2 separate regions of the Gossypium hirsutum genome follow, and region 1 is linked to region 2. The links are chromatin contacts, called in public Hi-C maps. All regions are on one chromosome and are shown on one strand. Each heading gives the region's core, a stretch centred on a gene start, on an enhancer-like site or on the middle of the called end of the contact. The rest is flanking DNA. Distances are from core to core; before and after follow the strand shown. Region 1 holds the start of LOC107954794 (ribulose bisphosphate carboxylase small chain, chloroplastic-like). Region 2 holds the start of LOC107954907 (repressor of RNA polymerase III transcription MAF1 homolog).

Region 1 (4,254 bases), core at 181-2,680, 230 kb before region 2:
AATCTTTATCCTCTTATTTTAAAGCCAGACCACCCAATCACCTTTTTTTCTTTTAATTTTTATCCTATCTTAACATGAATATCTTAGCACTGAAAATGGAGGAAGAACTGGATTCATGAAATATGGCAAGAAACTACCTTTTTATTCATTAGTTCTCAGCCGTTCCATTGGAAATCCAAAAACAAAACAAAGAGAGACCCCAAGCCAAATAACTCAACTAAAAAAGAAAAAGAAAAAGGGGGGGGGGTTTGAGGGGCTTAATTTAAGTACAACTTTGAAACAAATGGAATTCCTAGGAGGGAAGTAAACAACTTAGTAGCCTTCAGGCTTGTAGGCAATGAAACTAATGCACTGCACTTGACGAACGTTGTCGAACCCAATGATTCTAATGAATGCATTGGGGTATTCCTTCTTGCATTCCTCAAGCTCCTTCAACACCTGAGCCGAGTCGGTGCACCCGAACATGGGCAGTTTCCACATGGTCCAGTAGCGTCCATCGTAGTACGTGGGTAAGCTCGAGTACTTACGGTGCACGAATCCCTCCTGCACATACATATAAAACACACTTAATCAACTCAAATATCCCACTAAAAAAATTAAGAGGAGGAATGGAATAATTTAGAGCTCCAAAATACCTCTAATTCGAATTCCAAGCAAGGAATCCATTTAGAGCGAAGAAGGTAATCTACTTCCTTAGCCAACTGTACGGGAGTAAGATCGGGCAGGTATGAGAGAGTCTCGAACTTCTTCTTCCCAAGAGGCGGCCACACCTGTACTCAAAAGCCAAGATATATATTTGATTCAATTTATGTAATTTGTTGTGTTCAAACACTTGGGGTAATTTAAGTGGTATTTATGCATCACCAAGTACCTGCATGCATTGCACTCTCCCACCGTTGCTTGCAAGAGAAGTGATGTCGTTGTTGGCCTTCCTGGTGACTGGGAAAGCAGAGGCAGATTTGAGGCCGGTGAAGGGGGCCACCATGTTGGCCTGTGCCGGGGAGGAGCGGTTCACGGTGGCAATGGTTGCCGATGAGATCATGGAGGAGGCCATTGCTATTACTGCTTACTATTACTATATGCTACAGGTATACAAAAGAGTCTCACTGATCCCTTAATAGTGTCACTGCCTTGGTGCAATCCCCTATATATAGTCATAAAATTTGGTCTAAGCTCACCACATTTAGAGATTGGTTTGGGAGACAGGGTGACCGTTGGATCCTAAATCAGATGACATTACAACCATAATGACCACAAAGAGGGTGGAAACTTTTCTTGAATGGTAAAGCCTTATCTTTGGCAACCTGCCACGTGGAAGAAGCACAGTGATCTTATCTCATTTCATCCAATGGAAACCGTGAATGCCTGATTTCTCCTTTGTCACCTCTTCACGGTCCCATTTGGTCATTCCCGATTCAAAAAAATCGATGTCCATACCTTGTTTGCTTGGTCATGCTTGCCTTTTGTGTTTTTACCTTTCGCGTTATCTTCAAATATGGTAACTCGGTAACCAAGTGTTAATTCTTTCATATAATTTTGATGTCGATTATAGGAATTAATTGTTAACATGAGCGCAGCTACAGTTGTAGTGGCATGATTTAAAAAAAAAAACTGTTTAAAAGGAGAAGGTAATATTATTCTGACTAGACCTTTCTGATGATTATAAACTGTTGCAGCTAAAAGATGGAAGCATTTTTTAGGATTGGAATGTAAGAGAGAATTAATGGCAAGTTACTGAAACAGGCTCTTCAAGACCCCGCAAGATTGAAAGCCTTCCAACAAAACAAACAGTGATTTTGGCAATCATTAGCATGCAGTTGTAGATGGCACTTTTCTTTCTCCCTTTTTTGTATTTAAATACAAACAAAAAGGCTTGTATCCCCAAAGAATCTACAACAAGGATTGGGGAAGAATCATATATATGGATTCCATGTTTGATTGCCTTGAGATACGAACAGGACCCTGTAATGTGAGGGGTGAACCTTTGATAAACGAAAGGAAGTTTGATGTCACCATTTTCGAGGATATAGTTTTGGAAGAAAGAGGGGGAGAAGGAGAGTTGGCACCATTTTCTGGTTCTGCATCATGACATGATTGTCCATGTTCACTGCGGTGTACAAATATTAGGGTATTACAATTACAATTTCCAACTCTGGAAATATTTTCTAAATTTGGAGGTCAAAGTGTGGTCCGTTAGTCTCCAAACAGATTATGATGAAGCCAACCATTGTTTTATATTATGCCACACTTGAAATGCCAATAATTATATTCAGCATGTTCGGAGAATGAAGAACGGCACACATTTATTTACCCACAACCACAGCTAATTTATACAAGACCAAAATCCAACGGATTCCTGTACAAAACATTAATACACACTCAATAAATAGAATAATACTAAAGTAAACCTTTTAATCTTGAAGATATGAATTATTGAAAGAAAAAGCATATCACTATAATATTTGACAATTATTGAGAAGCTATAGTTTGGACAAAACACCTTAGTGAACAAATATAAATATAAATATTTATATTAAATACAAGATCTTGAACAAATAATATAAACAAATATTTATATTTATGTAAAAACACCGGATCTAAACAAAATCAATTAAATAAATATTTATATTTATTTAAAACATCATATCTAAAAAATAATTAAATAAACAAGATCTTGAAAAATTAGAAATCGAATAAGAGAATCGAATTTTACTAGATGTTGAGGCCTGTTTTCACAGTTTCCGTAAGATAGACTCGACAGCTCCTATGGTACTTGGAGAAACGTTGATCGTCTGTCTCCCAAGAAACAACAACAAAATGATCATGGGAGTAGTGCTTCTGCAGTGATCAATAAATAAATCTTTCCTTCTTCTATCACCAAACATTTGAAAAATTTGGAGAGAAAATGAATAGAATTTTCGAGAGTGAAATAAATTCGTTGTGCGTCTCTAAAGAATTCTGCAATATTCTTTAGGCTTTTATAGACATTCAATGTGGAGGAATTTTTAGAAATTTTCATGAATAAAGATACAAATCTGCATTAAGGGAGCCTTTAAATCAATTTGAATAAAATAAAATCAAATTTGATTGGAATCAAATCAAAATGAGATATTTGTTCTTTTAAAACAGATTCTGTATAATATCTGCTCAAAAAAAATAAATACGTATTGGGCTAAAATATTCGCAGGCCTAAAAGGGCCTGATCGATCCGGACATTTCGCGTTACCCACGTCGTGCGGGTGTTTCCCAACCCCGATGGGTTTGAATTTGCACCCCCTGCGCGCGAGGGAGAGCATTAGTTTACTCATTCAATAACCACTAAGTTGGTTTACATATATATAAAAGTTCCACACTTGATTCCAAATCAATGTGGGACTAATGCTTTTTCATTTTTCCTCAACATAATTTCCAAGTAGCTTACTTTGAGCATCAATTTCTCATTCATCACTCAACCATTTTGAGCATATGATATCCCGTTGTAAAGGTCTCATGAGGTAGAACATAAAATCATAATTTTATGATTCAAAACTCCTCATTTACCAATCGAAAATATGCCTCAAAGATTCCAAAAAATCATATTTTTCCAACAATACCCCACATGAATGAAATTGGTAGGTTTAATGAAAAACATTGGCTGGATGTGGTGATAGATTCTACGATTGATAGTTGCATATGATAGGCAGACATCAACCCTTGAACCTTCCATTGTGAAAGTATATTTATTTTACTAGCTGACTAGTTGACGCAATATCCTTGAACTGTTCTGTCGTTTGTGTAAACAATGATATACCTTACACAACTACCTCCCTAGCAAGGTCTTCGTTCTCATAGGTATGTTTATATGACCATGAACATTTCCTGGTTCTGCAAGATTTTGAGAGAACTATGCACAATAGTCTCCTCGAAGCGGCCCCACTTCACTCTAACATAGGTGACTTATGTTGCTTGGCTTTCCGAAACACACAATGGTCATTAAAAGCTTTACTTAACCTATCTCACTTTAAATTACTGTTTATTTCATAGGAACGGACTTGGAATAAGAACCCCTATAGTGACCTCACAAGGCCTATGCAATTAGGTTGTCCCTTTTGAACCTAGATTTTGGGATCTCCAGTCAACTAGGTTGGGTTTTCCTTTACATAGCGCCTTTAATTTCCATGGGCTTTAGTCCTATTCCTTTCGATGTTTTATTAACCTGATCTCGATTTAAGCATTTAGTTAGCGGATCCACAATGTTATCTTTTGATTTTACAA
Region 2 (4,437 bases), core at 45-2,544:
TATCACTTGACAGATGTACATGCAATCAGATTGAAACACATAAGAATGCAAGCAGGATAAATATTTCAATGCAAGTCCAAGCTCAACTGGCCAAATAAAATCGTAAACCAATAATAACTACACATTTTTTCAAGAAATGTTCTTCATTGATAAAACAAAACACATCCCGACTGATCTCAGCGTGGACATCAATTCTGTCACTGCCCAACGAAGTTTTGACCTCATCTCATTATTCCGCTATTGAAGATTTAGACATGAAAAATGAATATACAAAATAACATTATCCCATTTTCCAAATCCATACATCAAACCCAACCCACGCATCAAGTAGAAATTCTGGGGGCAAAAAACAGTTGCTGGGAACTAGTAAATTTAGAACCGTTAAGCATTAAGGATCTGGGCATAGGGACTTCAGGCTAAAGTCAACTTTGTCACCATGTTTCAATTCTAATTAATTAGCAACTACAATTTCAAATTCGTTGATTTTTAAATGAAAATTATCAAATTAGAATATTTAATGGAATATTTTGTTAATGCATTTGGAAACGTGAATTAGAAATTTTGAATTTTATTTGCTATACAAATTATAAGAGTGAAATGCATGAATAAACTGGTTGAGTTTCAATATATAATATATTTGGAAAGTAAAAAATGCAAAAATTTGTTCAATTCATGAATTCCTGATGAATTTCAAATCCAATTTCACTGCTAAATTGGCATTCAACAAATATACGAATTTAAAAAATATCATGAATGCTACATTGTTATATGTGTTATCACTCAATTTGCATTATCTTTTGAAAAACAAATCCAGAATTAGAAATACAAGTTCCCAATCGTTACCTAATTGGTAAATTTAATGCAAGGGAACATTCAATAAATTGAAATACAGTGGCAAGAATCGACAGTGAGTCCTATACTATAAAAAATTTGGCCTTAATCCCCCCTTCCTTTCAAGAAAAAAGAGAAGTCAAATCTAAAACAACGTAAAAATTGGAAACCCAATAAAACTAAACCCCCAATTTCGACATGAATTGGACGAAATCGAACTACAAATCTAAAATCACATAAAAAAAAGGAAGAGCCGAAAAAACAACCACAATTTTTTTTTTTTTAGAAAAAGAAAGACGGATCTTACCCCTTATTTGGTTGACTTAGAGGTGAGAGAAGGTAAAGTTTGAAGGGTGCTACTTTCGTTGATGGCCTTCGGCTTTGAATTTCAAAGACGGGTTAAAAAACGAGAGAGTTTTAAAAGTGTCGGGAAAATGATAGAAAGCAGAAAAAAGACAAAATAAAGGAAATGGCTGTTTTCTTCTTTTCAAATATCAAAGAATATAATATAAGCAGGGATATTCTTGGTATAAAAAGTTTGTGGTGTGAATAATTTCCAAGTGTAATAAAACTGGGCAAACTATATAAAATATAAAGTTATGTATGATTTGAATTATATTTTCATCATTAAATTTTAATTTGTAATAAAATGTCATTAATATTATTAAATTTTAATATTTTAATTGTGGAAATCATTTCTTTGAAAATAAAAATATAGTTTAGTTGTCGACTTAAAAAAAATGATAATTAGAGTCGCCACCGATCTTTTATTGAGGTGTGATCGGATCACCTTGAAAGTAATTTTAGGTCTGCAAATTTTGAGAAAACAGGTACGGGAGTCGGTTACGCACGAGGTAGGGTTACCACCCTCGTGACGCCCAAAATTGGTACCGAATTGATTGTTTAATGTCTCAATGTCGAAATTTAAAAAAAAATTAAAATACGACCTTTTAAAAAGAAAATTTGAATATGATAATGTGCTCTTATTTCGCAGAAATAAATCGCCACACTCAGTGAGTTAGGGTGCAACAATTCGATCTTTGAAATTAAATTTGTCCCCTTTCTTAAGAAAATCATGTGTTTTAAGAAGGATATTTGTTTATTTAAATCAATCATGAAATCTGAACCCAGTAAGTTAGGGTTCAATTTCTCGAAATTCTTAAACATCAAATATCGCCTTTATTTTAAAAACGAGATAACAAAATGTCGTATTCAGTAAGTTAGGATCAAACATTTTGAAATATTAAGAACGTCATTTAATAATTGCAGGGTTTTAATAAAATGGGCACTTGGTTACCTAAATTCATCGAGAAGAAACGAAGTCCAGTAAGTTAGGGCACGATTTTCTCGAGAATCTATGAATGCCAAGCCCTTTTTAAAGATTATGAAATAAAACAATTATGAAGCTTTAATAAAACTCGACTCTTACAAAGGAACATGATTAAATGACGATACACATAATGTAGAGGATAAATAACAATTTAAACTTAAACTAGAAACAATTAAACAAATAATAGGCAAATACAAACATCGACCTTAATCATATTAGACAAACATCCATATTAAAATTTAGGCAACCAACAAATTCATAATCAATTTAAAACAACCAATCATCAACAATAATAATAAATAGTACAAATATTTGATACAAATTTGGAAGGGAATAAAAAAATTAAATAAAAGATTTGAATAAATTTTAATGAAAGGTTTTAAAAACACAAAGAAAATAAAAGATGTGGTAAAATAAAAGTGAACAACTTGAGATTAATATGTACATTTTAATTTATATAAATAAAACTTAGTAGAATTAATAGTATATACCTAGTAAAAATATATATAAAAGCTAAATAAATAAAATAAGATAACAAACTTAAAAGAGATAAGGTTTTCACTCATAAGAAAATATCATTTAAAAAGTAATAATAATAATAATAATAATAATAATAATAATAATAATATATGATTATACATACGTATACTAAGAAAAGAAAAATTATATTACATATGCATATATGTAAATATACAGAACTATTATAGAAATTAACTTTATGTATATAAAAACAAATATATAAAATATAATAATTCAATAATAAGAATAAATATGATAATAAAAATAACAATAAGTTTCTTAAGTAAAAAAAATAAATAAATTAAATGATAAGGAGGATTAAGTTACAAACAAAATCGAATCCACAGGGAGGAAATAAAATTAAACTAAAATGGAGGTTCATACTACAACACACGAATTACATGGGGGGCGATTGGGAAATATCTCGCTTCCCCAAAACGCGGCGTTGCAAGCTGGACCGAAATGGTACAAAAGCGAAATACTGGGCTAAATCAGAAAGAAGGAAGATAACCAAATCGAAAACACCAGAAAAGGGATGGACTGGTCGCGCAAATATCCCTCCCTACGCCAGAACACGCGGATCAAGCCACGTCTGGGTCGGGTCATCAGGTCACTGCCTAAAACGGCACCGTTTTAGAGCCACTGAATCAGACCCCGAACGACGCTGTTTAAATACCCTGCAAGAAACAACCTTGAAACCCTAAACAAGATTATTCGACCACCTAAACAAAAATAAAAAAAAAACTTTATCTACCCCCTCTCCTCTTGCGCCGTTCTCAGGCTAAGACCATCCTTAGCCTCTCCGGTATCTACGAAACCGACGAGAATGATGACGGGATCACCGAGGTATATACTCTCACCATTTTAACTCATTTTCATTGTATATTGAAAGAAAACAAAAGAAAAAAAAAGAAAGGAAAAACGAAGTCCAAAAAACAAAAGAAATCGGAATCTACCTTTCAAACGATTTTAGAGAAAGTATTTTGTATTCAGTCTCTTTGTGTGCTTTTTTTTGTCCATGTAATAAAAAAAGAAAGATGCCTTTACAAATTCCCAAAACGGCTTTATATAGCCGGAAATAAAGTAGAAATTTATAGAAAATTCTTTTCTCCTATTTTTGTTATTTTTCTCTGCTATCCTCTTATACTCTGCTGTTGTTGCTGCCTTTGTTGCGTTTGTTGCGTTTGTTGCAGGTGTACGGAGGCCAGCTGGAGGCGTACGCGTGCAGAAGCTCGGCACGCACGGGGAAGGGTCCTTGTCGCTGCGACGCTGGAGGCTTGCTGCAGGCTGCTAGGGTTTCTGTAATCGAGTTAGGATTTGGGTTAAGTTGGTTTGCTGGGCTAGGCTTAATGGGTTTAGGTTTGGATTTTGTAAACGGTTTTAGGCTTAATTTAGCCTGGTTTGTAATCTGGACACTATGGTTTTGGACTATTATTTTATTTAAATTGGTTTAATGAAACGGGCCGGGCAAATTGGGTTATTACAGCTGCCCCTCTTTGCTCATTGTCATGTAACGAGAATAGGGCAAAGACTAAAGAGGACCAATTTTGCCCATCGTGTTTGGACTTTGGTGCTCCTATTCTTCAAGTAGCCTCATTCCACCTTACTGTTTCTTCAGAGGTATTGGAATTAGTGCTTCGATCCACTCCACCGCAACGTCGGGGAGATAGGATTTGTAACTTGTAGTTTTTCAAAGAACAAAATTTGCTATACTTGGTCTGCTCCACTGCAACTCCAGGGAGATAAGACTTGTAGCT

Evidence for each region. Hi-C and Micro-C count contacts between places; a contact is called where the count stands out from the background.
Region 1: a contact with region 2 is called in a Hi-C map of leaf, with 2.0 times the contacts expected there. The contact joins the promoter of LOC107954794 here to the promoter of LOC107954907 in region 2. A contact is called at or near these places in 6 of 34 Hi-C or Micro-C datasets (anther, callus, hypocotyl and 2 more).

What each region holds. Positions count from the first base shown.
Region 1 is chrD07:45,768,092-45,772,345 of Gossypium_hirsutum_v2.1, reverse strand. It overlaps LOC107954794 (ribulose bisphosphate carboxylase small chain, chloroplastic-like), which reads right to left and starts at 1,430. Exons shown (of 3, transcript XM_016890466.2): 1 at 872-1,430; 2 at 636-770; 3 at 113-543. The coding sequence starts at 1,054. The coding sequence ends at 313.
Region 2 is chrD07:45,538,212-45,542,648 of Gossypium_hirsutum_v2.1, reverse strand. It overlaps LOC107954907 (repressor of RNA polymerase III transcription MAF1 homolog), which reads right to left and starts at 1,294. Exons shown (of 11, transcript XM_016890590.2): 1 at 1,139-1,294.